Linked DNA regions of Mus musculus: regions 1 and 2 are each linked to region 3. Evidence: chromatin contacts called from public HiChIP or PLAC-seq and capture Hi-C data. All regions are on one chromosome and are shown on one strand. The core of a region is the stretch at or near the end of the contact, and the rest is flanking DNA. Distances in the headings are between cores, read along the strand shown. Region 1 has its middle 40 kb from the start of Gm34294. Region 2 has its middle 13 kb from the start of Gm46779. Region 3 has its middle 14 kb from the start of Gm16796.

What was found. HiChIP or PLAC-seq counts read pairs in DNA pulled down with a chosen protein or histone mark. Capture Hi-C pulls out chosen DNA fragments and counts their contacts.
Region 1: an HNF4G HiChIP or PLAC-seq map of pancreatic cancer cells shows a contact between it and region 3. The contact joins two enhancer-like sites. A contact is called at or near these places in 2 of 115 datasets of contacts at active chromatin or transcription factors (large pre-B cells and pancreatic cancer cells).
Region 2: a capture Hi-C map of embryonic stem cells shows a contact between it and region 3, with 2.6 times the contacts expected there. The contact joins two enhancer-like sites. A contact is called at or near these places in 1 of 115 datasets of contacts at active chromatin or transcription factors (embryonic stem cells) and 1 of 9 other capture datasets (embryonic stem cells).

What each region holds. Positions count from the first base shown.
Region 1 is chr2:169,588,081-169,592,542 of GRCm38.p6, forward strand. No RefSeq gene overlaps it. Among named protein-coding and RNA genes, the nearest start is that of Gm34294, 40 kb to the right of the region's middle. Within about 2 kb of position 1,426, at least 28 of the 459 cell types and tissues checked have an H3K27ac peak or open chromatin away from gene starts, as enhancers often do. A contact at or near this core is called in pancreatic cancer cells, where this site is marked.
Region 2 is chr2:171,229,162-171,233,804 of GRCm38.p6, forward strand. No RefSeq gene overlaps it. Among named protein-coding and RNA genes, the nearest start is that of Gm46779, 13 kb to the left of the region's middle. Within about 2 kb of position 2,345, at least 5 of the 459 cell types and tissues checked have an H3K27ac peak or open chromatin away from gene starts, as enhancers often do. A contact at or near this core is called in embryonic stem cells, where this site is marked.
Region 3 is chr2:170,523,880-170,528,321 of GRCm38.p6, forward strand. No RefSeq gene overlaps it. Among named protein-coding and RNA genes, the nearest start is that of Gm16796, 14 kb to the left of the region's middle. Within about 2 kb of position 2,827, at least 70 of the 459 cell types and tissues checked have an H3K27ac peak or open chromatin away from gene starts, as enhancers often do. A contact at or near this core is called in embryonic stem cells and pancreatic cancer cells, where this site is marked.

The DNA.
Region 1 (4,462 bases), core at 176-2,675, 940 kb before region 3:
TGTGTATCTGCATGTGTGTGTGCATGTATGCAGAAGTCAGATTGATCTCAGGTGAATGTATATATACATATACATACACATACATGCATATATGTGTGTGTGAATGTGTGTATCTGCATGTGTGTGTGCATGTATGCAGAAGTCAGATTGATCTCAGGTGAATGTATATATACATATACATACACATACATGCATATATGTGTGTGTGAATGTGTGTATCTGCATGTGTGTGTGCATGTATGCAGAAGTCAGATTGATCTCAGGTGAATGTATATATACATATACATACACATACATGCATATATGTGTGTGTGAATGTGTGTATCTGCATGTGTGTGTGCATGTATGCAGAAGTCAGATTGATCTCAGGTATGGTTCTTCAGGGCTTGTCCACCTTAATATGGAGGCAGGATCTCATACTGACCTGGAATGACCAGTTAGGCTGTATTTGCTGGCCAGTGGGGCCCCAGAGCTCCGCCTACCTCTCCCCCTCTCAGAGCTGCAGTCACAAGCACAAGTCTTGTTTTATCCTGTGAATTCTGGGGCTTGGACTCAGGCTTTTGGGCTTGAGTGGCAAGCACTCACTGGTCCAGCCATCCTCCTGGCCCTCACGCCTTCAAACCTTTGCTTCTTCACTCTCAAGGCTAAAATGGGAGGGGAAAGGAGAGGCGGATAGGGGAGGGGAATGAAAGGAGGGGAGGGGAGGAAAAGGAAGAGAGGGGGGAGGGGAAGGGAGGGATTAACAGAGTGATTAAGGTCTACTTCTCTTGTGGAGTTGGAATTCCAGCACCCATACAGGGCAGCTCACGTCTGCCTGTATCTCCAATTCCAAGGAATCTGACCCCTTCCCCCAGGCATCGTGGGCACCCACCCCTCAGCATGCACACACATGTACAAATACACACGTACGTAAGAGAAAGAGTGGCGAGAGAAAGGGAGCGAGGAAGAAGGGAAGGTCATGAGCAGGAAGGAAGGAAGGAAGGAAGGAAGGAAGGAAGGAAGGAAGGAAGGAAGGAAAAGGAGAAAGAGGAAACAACTGAGGGGCAAAGGTTAGTAAGAATTGGGGTTAAATCTTGAGCCCCAAATTGTTAGCATGGCCTTTTTGCAGTGGGCAGAGCTCCTGATGGAGCAGACCAGGCTCTCTGAGTGCACCACGTCCTCTGAGTTCACTCTGCCCTGATCAGTCGGAGGATTCCCGCCAAGAGATTTTTCTTTTCTTTCAATCCTGTTGAATCCCATCCTCATCTTGGACTTCTCAGGAAGTCAGGTGGCAGGTTAGGGGGTGAGGATGGGGGGCAGTACTTGGCTCCTCCATGTTCTGCCAGCCCCAGCCCTGTGGCAGCAAGCTCTGTTTGAATCCATCCTTGGGTGGTTTTTACCTGACAGGTCTCAACAAAATGTCACCTGACCTCAGGGTAACCTTCATGACTCACCTTCCCCTAACATCCACCTTGGCGGTTCCAAAATTGGAAACCGTCATAACTCTGCCCTGTGTTTGTCTCTCTCTTCTCTCCCTGAAGTATGAGACCATCTTCAGTGGTCTCAACCACATGGTAAGTTCACATAGTAGGCAGTACGTAGTCCCTCGTAGGCACTTGGCCACTGTTTCCAGCCTTGCTGTTTCTCAGTGATTCCGATACAAACCACCCCAACCTTAGTGCATCAGACGTCATTACACTTTCCATTTCTCCCTTGTAAGTTCAGCTCCAAAACGCTTTAGTTACCTTTCTGCCCCAACCAGTTCCCAGCCCTGGAAACTGCAGTTCTGTCCCATCCAATCGCAGAAAAGACAAACGGTGGGTGAATACCTGAACAGCCAAGGCCAGCCATTCTCTCTGTGTGAGTCACCTCAAGGAAACTCAGAACCCGCAGAGTGGAAAACACCCCGTGACTGGGTGCAGTATTCTAATCCGATGTGGTTTAGTTTGAGCCTTAGAGTGGCTCTGACTTCTCCCCGTAGGTGACATCCCGCATTCAGTCAGGGCTCCCTGCCTTCTGTGTGAGACCTGAGCTTGGTGATGCTCCTTCCTTTTCTGCTCAGTCATTCTCAGTGCTGAGCTCTGGCTTTAAGTGAGAAGAGCCTTTACCGAGCGAGGTGCAGTTGTTGGGTGCTGTGTCCCAGATGTCATGGAGGATACCCCAGCAAGACTTTGAAAGAAGTAATTTTGGTGTTGACACTCATTTCTACCGGGGCATAGGAAGCTCAAATCTGTGGATGTTATTTTCCTGCCTTTAAGAGGTTAGAGATCACTGGGAAAGCCACGTTTGTTTCTTTAAAGCCAGAGAAAAATGGTGATGATGATGATGATGACGATGATGATGATGATGGGGTAGAGCTGACCTTGGAGGCCTTTGCTACCCTGGGATAAAAGGTCCATGAAGTTCACAGATCTCTAAAGTCAATATCCTACGCTCCTATGCTGCCTGCTGTTCTTTGACCTTCTGTGACTCAGCCACCTGGGAGGTCCCCGCCTTGCTGGGAAGATTAGATGTTGGCTTTGGGCTATTTTGAAGCTGCCTTCGCCGTGACCTGTTAGCTTTGTTCACAAGGCGGTCTGTGGTCTGTGGAGGTTGGCTGATCAATGTTTTCTGTGTCTACGACTGCACGGCTTAGACTTGCAGAGACACTTGGGTTTTTGTGCTTTTGGGTGGAGTCCCTCTATCCTGCCCGCCCACAACTCCTACTCTCTGGTATCAAGTCCAACCCATCTTCAAAGCAGAGAGTTTTAAAGTCAGGGCATATCAGAACTCGGACTGCTTACATTGCTTCAGACCACCCAGAGCCCCCAATAAAGCACAGGTTCTTCCTGCAGCGTGTGGAGTTCTACCCAGCATGCCCCGCTGTTCCTGCTCAGGAGCCACCTCACACCAATCTCTCTGAACCCTGCCCTTCCAGCTGTAGCTCCATGGGCCCATGTCTTCCTTCTGGGGGCAAGTTGGTTCCTTCCTACGCATCTGAAGCAGGCAATCGCCTCTTAGGTCTCCCTTGTCAACCCCCTGCATGGCATCAACTTTCCAACTCTGCCATAGTCTACATTTTTCTTTTCTGCCTGCTACTTTTCTATTCTCCCCCAATAACGATTTGCCCATTAAAAACAGAGGCCACTCCCAACACCTGTGTGTAGAATGTTTGGCACTTCTTCAAGCCCTACTAAATGCTTGGTGCAGAAGCAAATGCAGGAATGAGGGAGACTCCAGTTTCCTTCTCAGAGACCTGGCAGAAGTTATTGCAAAAAAAAAGGGGGGGGTGGGGGAGGGAGCAAGGGTTTCCTCCAGCTATGCCTGCACAATCCTCAGGAGACTCACTTCCTCAGAGAAGGAAGAAGGAAAGGTGAGCTGGGGTGTTGGAAGAGTGCAAAGATCTTCAGAATCAAACCCTGTTTAGCTGAACTCTTCTCAAGCCATGCCAAGGCCCTCCCTGGTGAGCATAGCTGGTTCTGCGTGGAGCAGTGGGGAACAGAACACAAGCCCATTCACTGGGTAAGGCCACGGGTACGTCCAAGCACTAGATGGCAAGTGCCACTGCGAAGACGGGAGGAGAGGGCTCCAGATATGTTTATTATCTGGGATAATACCTGGGGAGGCAATTTTGTATTTTCAGTATTGGGAATTGAACCCAGGACCTCAAACATGACAGAAAGACACTGTCACTAAAGCTACATCCCCAGCTCGCCACTTTCCCTTCTTTTTAAAATTTTGATCTAGATTTTCACTAAGTCGCCTTCTGGGGGGGGGGGGGAGCTTGAACTTAAGATCTTTCTGTCTCATGATCTCAGCGAGGGAGGGAGGAAGGTGTGTGTGTGTGCGTGCGTGCGTGCGTGTGTGTGTGTGTGTGTGTGTGTGTGTGTGTGTGTGTGTGTGTGTAAGGGGGAGAGGAAGAGAGAGTGGAGAAATTTGTGTTACATGGACCCTGAAAGATGAATATTTTGATGTTCCACTTCTTATGTACAGTTGCTTTAAGTCAGCATATATTGTCTCTATTAAATAGAAAAAGCCCCAAAGAGCTCTAGAAAAAACCCCAAAGTTCAACCTGGTAAAAGGAGACTGTTAGATGACTACCTCAAAGTGAATGGAATCAACAAGTCATAAAGTGCGCCGTGATCAAGAAAACAAACACTGGAGGTTTATGGGTGACGGGCTGAGCAGACCATTCAAATCCCTTTATGCTGTGACTTGAAGCTCAACTCAACAGCTCAGTGGCTTAAATGCTGCTCAAGGAACACTTGCTCCATCACGCCAGCACCCGGGTCCTCCTCAGAAAAAGGGAGAGGCCTGTATTCCAGTAATATGACAGCGTCTCTCCTGCTTAGGTCTTCACCCCGCCGGCAGCTTCTACATCTCCTCGGCAGAGACCCAAGCCTTCCTGTTGCCTCTGACAAAGTCATGGGGGCTGGCTTCTTGCCCTTTGCTGAAAGCTGCCTACCATCCATCCTGTGTTTCAGGCCCAGCTATAAAGGCTGAG
Region 2 (4,643 bases), core at 1,095-3,594, 700 kb after region 3:
GAGCCTCGTGATTCTGCAATCCTGACAGTAAATGATGGAAGTCTAGGTCTGAGACAGACTGATGTTTTAGGTGCAGGTAGATCGCATGGTGTGTGTTGAACTTGATGATGATTGAAGACTGTAGATTGGGGGTCAATTCTGACATGAACAAATGGTGATTATTTTACATGTCTGCCAGTGACAGACTGACTACAGAACATAGCCCCAAGTGAGAGGTCCAACAACATGCAGCAAAGGCACTGCTCTGGGAAATCAGTAGCCACCAAAATCGTATTGATTCTGGGACTTACAATGGCCTGAGTGTCTGCTGGTGAAAGTCAGCAGGCTCAAGACCCTGGGATGTCCTATAGCTAATTAATACCACAAAGGCATGGGGGTAAACCCTGTGGAACCATCTGCAGCCCCACAGGGATGGATTCCACTTGCTGGTGCAGAAGGCCCCTCTCTCTTTGGATTCCTGGTACTCCTAGTGGGAGGCAGGCTACAGCATAAATATTGGCAATCGCGAAGGCTCTGCCAATCACAACCAGTTCCATAAACACCTCAGTCAGGCACACAAAGCTTCTCACATATCCTACCTGGTGACCACTGTGGGCTGAAGGTGTCAAGAAGTAGACAATGTTACTTAGCTCCCAAGTCCCAAGATTAAATTTTCAATACCATTGGCCACAGGTGCTCTGTCTATTGTCTTCAGTTTGTCACCATCAGCCAGAATGTCTGTCTCCTTTCTACTGGACAAAAACAGAAGTGCTGAGTGAAATATTTGGGGCCATCTACTATTTGAGTCCTTTGTGTAATATATGTCCTTTGGTTGTATATGGGGTGGGGGTGGGGTCACTGTCTATGCAGGTGCACATGTGTGAATGTGCATGCCATGGCCAGATATCAACCCTGAATTGATATTCCCAGTGTGACATCTGTCTTGAGTTTTAAAACAAGCTATCTCACTTTACTAGAATTCACCAATTTAGTTAGGCAGGCTGGCCAGGGAACCCGTGTCTCTCTCTGCCTTTGGAATCCTGGGATTGCAAACATGCATGACCCTGCCTTTTTATTTTTATTATTCTAGGGGAATGAGGGATAGAATTTGGGTCTTCATTCTTGCATAACAGTTGAGTGCGTTACAAACTGAGTCCCTCTGGAGCCCTTGGGGCTTGGTTCTTAACCCACTCCCTCTTGATCTCCTTCTCTGGATCATGAGGAAAGTAGCTGTTGAGAGATTGAGAAGGGCCAGGCATGTAAGATAGTCAGAGCAGAGTCCAGCCCACACTGAGTACTCTCAACAGACTTGGACACCGTTCTTTTGCCTAGCTGTGTCACCACATGCAGAATAATTAAAGGGCAAGCAAAACCCAGAGATTGGCATAGGAACCCGGGGAGTGGCACGGGGCTTTCAGTGGAAGTTGGCTGAGGAAGGACTGTATTTGTGGGAGACGGTTATATTCTAGTCGTATTGGTGAGAGAAGTGTAAGGAGAGTGGCAGGTGTGTTACTCCAGAAATGCGAGGGGAAGCATTCGTCTCTGGGATTCAGCCAGCCAGAGGTAGCGATGTTCTTGACAAGTGTGAATGGTTTGCTCAGCACCTGGAAAGCACGGAGTGTGAACTCACTCCACGGTGAGGTGAAGTGCCTAGGGGTGAGCACAGGTGTGAATGGAACAAGAGACCCATTAATTCCCGCCTAATTCATGGTGGCAGGAGCAACGTCAGGCTAATTGCCTTTCCGGAGGAGTCACCATCCGGCCACCTTCTCTCTGCTTGTCCACATTTATAGCATCAAGCCGCTTCCTGTGACCCCCTCCCCCCCCCCCCCGCAAAGGTTCCTGGTGGCAAGCAGCACTCTAAATCACATGTGATACTTCTATCAGCCTGATAATCATTTCCAGCATAGTGCACTATTACATCGGCCGGCCAGGATGCTGTGAATCACAGTTATTCACTGAAACACCAAATTTTGGGGACTGTCCATCAAAGGGGGCTTCATTAACAAACACTGAAAACAGAGGACTCCTTTCCTTCTAGGCTCTCCTCAGCAGTCAGGGGCTGGAACCAGCACCATTCATCCTTTGGCAGTTTGCACAGTTTACACTCCAGCAATGGCTTGTTTTTGTTTTGTCTGTGATTCTTGGGCTGTTGATTGTGGGGAAGGGGAGAGGACTGAAGAGCTTAGAGATGTTCTTTTCCTGCCTTTATTTGGGAGATTCGACATCCTCCCGCCCCACCTTTGACAGTACGCAGTTGCACATAGAGTCAAGTTTTCCAGATGTCAAGGTCGCTTTAGGCTCCATCAATAGACAAACCAATTAGCAATTGAATGACTTGTTTTCTTCATTGGGAGTCCAGGAAGTCAGGTGGCAGGCACATGGGAAGCCCCAAAGTCCTAGGGACGTATACCTGCCCTGCCCTCTCTCTGATATGGTAATAGCATTCTGTTCATTTTGAGAAAGAAATAGCTCTCAGCACTCTTCAGAAAACATCACTGAGAACATGCTAAGACCCTGACAACATTTCTTAGGCTCATTGTTAGAGCAAGAGTCAGGCTTGAGGAAGAGTAACAAGATTCCACATGTTTAAGTGACACCACCCAGGCCAATGATATGTAGCTTTTGAAACTGACTTGGAACAAATATAGCTGTCCAGCTGTGAGGGGGGAATGCTAGACGCATTAAAGTGCTAAGGTAATGGGAGTTCACCCATCAAGAGTCAATGGAGAAATTGGCAGAGACAACAAACCACAACAGATCAGTGGCTTACATCATGAGCAATTCACTTTCTTCACTTGCTGAGTTTGAGGACTGACTGAGCTCAAACTCTTGCACATAACTCCTTCCAGACGTTGGCTGAGACTGAGGTCACCTCAAGAGGTTTACCTGAGGATACTTGGTACCAGGGCTGGGAAGGACTCAACCTCTGGACAGGAACATCTGGGGCACTCAGGCATCATCTTCTCCTCTACAGGGCCTTCCTGGGTGAGCTGTAGGGGCTGGCAGTTGCTCCTGACATTGGAGTGCTCTGGGCATCCAATCAAGTCCTAGAAAGCAACTAGCAGAAGCTTCCGAGCCATTTCTAAATCTCAGAGACCAGGGGCTTCACCTCTGCCACTTCTTATTCATTGCAGCAGCCAGAAAGACCCACAGGGTCAAAGGTCAGGAAGACCCACAGGGTCAAAGGTCAGGGCAAAGACAGTTTCTGTTGGGAGAACCATCAATAATTTTTTTTAGATAAGGTCTTCACATAAATTATCAACTCAAGAAATTTCAAAACAACAACAACAACAACAGAAAGAAAAACCATGCAGTATCCCAGGCACCCTTTACTCTCTTACCCCGAATGTGGTGTCTTATATAACTGCAGAATAATGTTAAAACCAGGAAATTGGTGGGTCTGATAATTGTTAACTATATAAAAAACCTCTTCAGTTTGTACCTCATCTTTCTAGCCTACATTCATATGGAATGTCTTATGCCATGTGTATATTCATGCAGTCACCATCATACTCATTATATACAACTATAACATGGATTTGTAACTGTATCCCCCATGCTCCTTCTTGGTATGCACACCAACATTCCTGTGACTCTCTATGTCTGCGTTCCATAGCTGTGTTCCTCTGCTGTCCTTTCCCATACCCTATCATTTTGAGAGTATTTCTGAAGTTATGTAGCATGGGTCTTCAGGCTGAGTTGGACAGGGAATGTCTTGCTATCAAAGTTCATTAAACTTTCATTTATAAGGAGTTCATTCTTTCTTTTGCATTTTCTTAGATTTTATTTGTGTGTGTGTGTGTGTGTGTGTGTGTGTGTGTGTGTGTAGACATATGAATGCAGTGCCCAAGGAGGGCAGCAGGGGGCAGTAGAGAAAAGCAGAAGCCAGCAGATGGCAGTGCTTAGTGCCCTGGAATTAGAGTTACTGCAGGTTGTGATCCACCTAACATGAGCTCTGGACATTGAACCTCTGTCCTCTGTAGGAGGAATATGTGATCCTTGCCATGAAGCCATCTATCCAGCTCCAGGTAATTCCTTTCTTCTGCTGACTTTCAGTGTTTTCTATGGGTATCTAATTATATCATGGTATTATATCATGGTATTTGAGACAGCCTTGTAGACAGAAATACTTGGGTCATGTTCCTGTTCTGTGTCTGTTTTAAATTCAGTCTGACAAATATAATTCAGTCTTGCCTTATAATTGGTATGCTTAGCTATGTTTCAATTATATTTTAGGGTCTAAGCCTGCCGTATTATTATTTATATTGAGTTTGTTCTTATTCCTCAATTTTATTTTCTTCTCATTTTTTTCTCTTACTTGAGCATGTTTTAGTATTTGTTTTTTTTTTTTTTTGTTTTGTTTTTTTTTTTTTTTATCATGTTCTTATAAATTGTAGTTTGGCTCATCAAGTTCTGAGTAAGCTGTACTACTCCAGTTCAGTGGGTCTGTGGTAAATAGTAGACTCAACTGTTATTTCATTCTACGTAGCTACGAACTAAAATCAAAATGGCTCACATTGTATGAATGGCGACTTATTTGAATTCCGAATTCTCAAATAAAACCACAACTCTCAGTATCTGGAATTCGAAGTCAGTGATTGAACATTTATTTAATATATATGGGGATCTCAGTTCTGGCCCTTGATTCACAAGGAATCAAT
Region 3 (4,442 bases), core at 1,577-4,076:
GGAGCACAATTCTAGGGGAATGGGAGCACAGCCAGGGAATGGAAGCACAAGTCCAGGGGAATGGGAGCACAGCCAGGGAATGGGAGCACAATTCTAGGGGAACAGGAGCACAGCCAGGGATAAGAAAGGATGCCATGGGGCAGGAGGATGACTCAGCAGGGAAAGCACTTGCTACACAGCTCTGACATGGATCTGTCTGTGGATCTTGTGGTAGAAAGATCTCCCTAAAGTTGCCCTCTGCCATCAACACACCTGCTGTATCACAACCACCCACCGCAGCAATAGTCAAAAAAAATAACTTCAAAAGGAAACGACGGCACAGTGGTTATGTGAATGCTCTTCCTGGGCAAGACAGAAACTTGGTATATTTTTAATTTTTGCGAAAGCTTGTACTGGCTAGTTTATATCAGCCTGACAGGAGCTAAACTATGTTAGAGGAGGAACCTCAATTAAGAAAATGCCTCCATAAGATCAGGCTTCACACAGGTCTGTACAGCATTTTCTTGATTAGTGAATGATGGAGAAGGGCCAGCCCATTGTGGGTGGGGCCATCCCAAGGCTGGTGGTCCTGGGTTCTATAAGAAAGCAAGCTGAGCAAGTCATGGGTAGCAAGCCAGTAAGCAGCATTCCTCCATGGCCTCTGCATCAGCTCCTGCCTCCAGGTTCCTGCCCTGTTTGAGTTCCTGTCCTGACTTCCCTCAGTGATGGACTGTTCCCTGGAAGTACGAGCTGAAATTAACCCTTTCCTCTCCAGCTTGCCTTTTGGTCATGGCATTATATCAAAGCAATAGAAATCCTGACTAAGACAGCTTTTTCTAGAGGATTAAATACTGGGAAAGGTAGGGAAGAGGACAATGGGAACCTCCAGTCGCTCCACTTCTCGAGTTAGAACTGTTGTGATTCAATCTGTTAGCCCTCTTTTTCAAATGAGGAGACTCTGACTTTTTTAGATGACTGGAGAAGCCACTTTTGAAGGCTACACTGTGGGGCAGGCGCAGACCTGGACCTGGTAAGGCTCTGTGGGACCTCACTGTGTCTTTTCTTGCTTCTCCTCCCACCCAGGATGCAGCTCCTGTCATAGCCTAGCTGAAGGAGTGTGTGAGACAACTCCAGCATGCTGTGCATTACCCACAAGTCCCGGGATGGAGTAAGGGCTCCCTCCATAAATACTGCCTGCTGTGTTTGGCCCTGTGAAAACCCAGAGGCCTGTGGGGCCACTGAAAGCCATGCAGCGAGGTGACGTCATCCTTGTGTAGCTTGCACCACAGTTAACATTGTGTGGACCAACTCCTAAGTGACTTTCGCAGTGTCAACACAAAAACCACAATTCTCACCCCCAACGTGATGAAAGAGTTGATTCTGGAGCCAATAATGAGTGGTGGCAGCCAAGGAGCACACATTTGGCTACTCCAAATTCCGTTGTCCAACATGGCAGTAGTTCAGGGAAGTGTTTATAGAAACAGAACAAAAAACAGGCATGAATCAAGACCTTGGTGGGAACATCAGAGAGATGGAACAGCCAAGCAGACAACCTCACCTGTGAGCCTTGGATGCTGCCTGTGAGCATGCATTCTTAGCCCTCAGATTGGTGGGAAATGGGGGTTTTTGCATATTCCCAAGGTTTTTACTGTTAAACACAAAATGTTAAGGCAGACGCGGACATGGGCAAGGAATGGATAGCAGGGGGCTAAGGATAGCCTCGGGGAAATTATGATCAGACTCTGAGCCTGCAACATTCCAATGTCCCCCACATCACTGACAATCAGCTTTTGCCAGCATCGCATTTTTCCAGGAATTCTCGGTTACAGTAGGAACCCTGAACACATTGCCTCCGCTAGGATATTCATGAGTCCTAAGCAAATTTACCTGCCTTAACCCTTCAGCATAAAAGAAAACACTACACCGGGCGTGGTGGCACATGCCTTTAATCCCAGCACTCGGGAGGCAGAGGCAGGTGAATTTCTGAGCTTGAGGCCAGCCTGGTCTACAAAGTGAGTTCCAAGACAGCCAGGGCTACACAGAGAAACCCTGTCTCAAAAAACAAAACAAAACAAAACAAAACAGAAAAAGAAAAAAAAAAAAAAGAAAACACCACAGAGACTGTTGCACTAACTTTTCCCCCATCTCTTGGTCTCTAATCTTCACTTCATTGAGAGAAAGACAGCAAAGAAGGTCTCTTGGTATCCCTGGTGGTCCTGGTCCCTCCTGCTGACTCATGCCAATGTGGCTGAGGCCTGGCTGTCTCTGCTAGGCTGTGTCACCACTGCTGATTCCTGTTTGCTGTCCCTACTCTACTGAACTGGACTGCTGGTGTATTCATGAAGTGTTTGCCAGTGGTCTGAGCTGCCACTACTGATTTCTGTGAACAGAACTGCTGATTTTCTGACAATGCAGATGGGAGTTGCTCCAAAGAACAGTTTGTAAACAGGTCTACTTCCCCATATCCTAATAACCTTTCTTTTACACTACCTCTGGTGGGTGGTGGGCTAGAAGGGAGGTTAAAGTATTTAAGAACCGTTATTAAAATTAGGGCTGAGAAAAATCAAAGCCAATGTAGGTAGCAAGAGGTCCCCGGTTTAGGTGGCAGATCCCCTGGGATGCACCACTAGGAGATTTATAACTTATAGCTTACCAAATTAAGATGCTAGTTTCTGTGCCCAGCGATGGTGTTACCTGTAGATTCTAAACTAAGAGTGTGTGGTGTTTGCCTTAACTTGGCAACTCAACTGAGTTCCAGAGAAAGGTATGGACGCAGGTCACCCTAGCCAGCCACAGGAATCCGGAAGTGTGGGGCGTGCTTGGCAGTGGCCAATCATGGAAACTTAGTGAGCTGGGTGGAGAGATTACAGAGCTCTGAGTCAGAGAGTAGGCCGGGCTGAGAACAGGCTGGCCTGTGCTCTGGTGACATGCTAGCGGTAGCGTGGATTGCCTTTTTAAAAAAATATATTTCACACAACAGGAATTACCTGTCTACATTCCATGTGTGTGACAACAGCCATGTACCCTATGCAAGAACAACTAGCAAGCGTAAAATGCGGCTTAGTTTTGACATTACAGCGGCTACTCAGACAAAACCAAGGCAGCTGAAAGGCAGTAACATGCCTTCCTCTATGGCCAAGAACAGAGGGCTTTCGTTGCTGCCCAGAACAAGGAATGTGAGGACAGACGATTACAATATCCAGAAATGCCAGCGCTATACAAAGAACCCGAGTTAGGCCACACCGGACTGTTGGATGATTGTGGTACTTCCCACAGCGAGTGGAGTAAACCGCGTCTTGCTTTCCTCGGTGTGACTCGGATACTTCTGGTAGCCGAGGATCTATCTCATTTAAATGAATGAGACACGCTGGATAAGTTGTGGGGGGTGCGGAGGTCAACCTTGTCAGGGAAAAGTGGGATGCAGAGCGAGGCGCTGCAGGCTCCTGCTACTCCTTGAAGAGACCTGATCCGCCACACACACAGCATTAGATCTAAGATGGCTCCCGGAACACCAGAGAGACAGCAAAAGGAACTGAGGAACAAAAGGGCGATGGCTGCTTCCCCTTCTTCACGGAAGTCCTAACAGGTGATGGTTCCCGGACTCCCCTTCCTCTGCTCCTTCTGAGTTACCTCATCAGGCAGGGCTTTCATTGGAGCATGGTGATGGTGTGGTGAGATATGATTGGCTGAGGATTTAGGGGTTTGGGCTTGGGTCAAACACTTTATATAAACGTATACACTGGTCAATAAGCTCAGATCTGTACCCGGATGCTGATCTCTGGAGTCTGATGCCCAGGATTCATCGCGTGACTCCATCGCCTCTTACCTCCCATCTTTGGTCCTGTTCCTACAATAAGTGATAGCTATGGGACTTGTAGGTGACCAAAATTTCTAGGTCACCATAGTTTATACCTTCTCTATGGACTTAGTAACTAAGTTTCTGGCTTCTATAAAAGAGGGGGTTTTGTTTTAAGCTAAAAGCATTCTTGTTTAGACCCTTGGCATTTGGAGAGATGGCTGTAACGAGGTAACCCAGCCCATCACCAGGAGGAAACAACCTCTTGGCTTTGGGCAGCTGTTGCCATGTTGGGACTCATGCAAGAATTCTGATTGGTCGGGTGGGACGTATGCAAGAATTCTGATTGGTCGGGTAAAGCTTGACATATGCGTTTCTTTCTGTCATCCTTTTCTGTTGCGTGATAAAATACAAAGAAAGCTTAAATGAAAGGAGGAGGGGTTATTCTGGTTCATGGTTCCAGGGCACAATCAGCTCCGATAGAGACATCATAGCAGCAGGAGCTGCTCACAGGGAGCTGGTCACAGGCATCCATAGCCAAGAAGCAGAGAGCAATGAGTTCACGCTACTCGGCTCCGGTACTACATTTACATAGTCTATGATCCTCGGCGAGGAATGGCGCCACGCACCGGGGACTGGTGTTCTGCCTCAATTCACTCAATCAAAA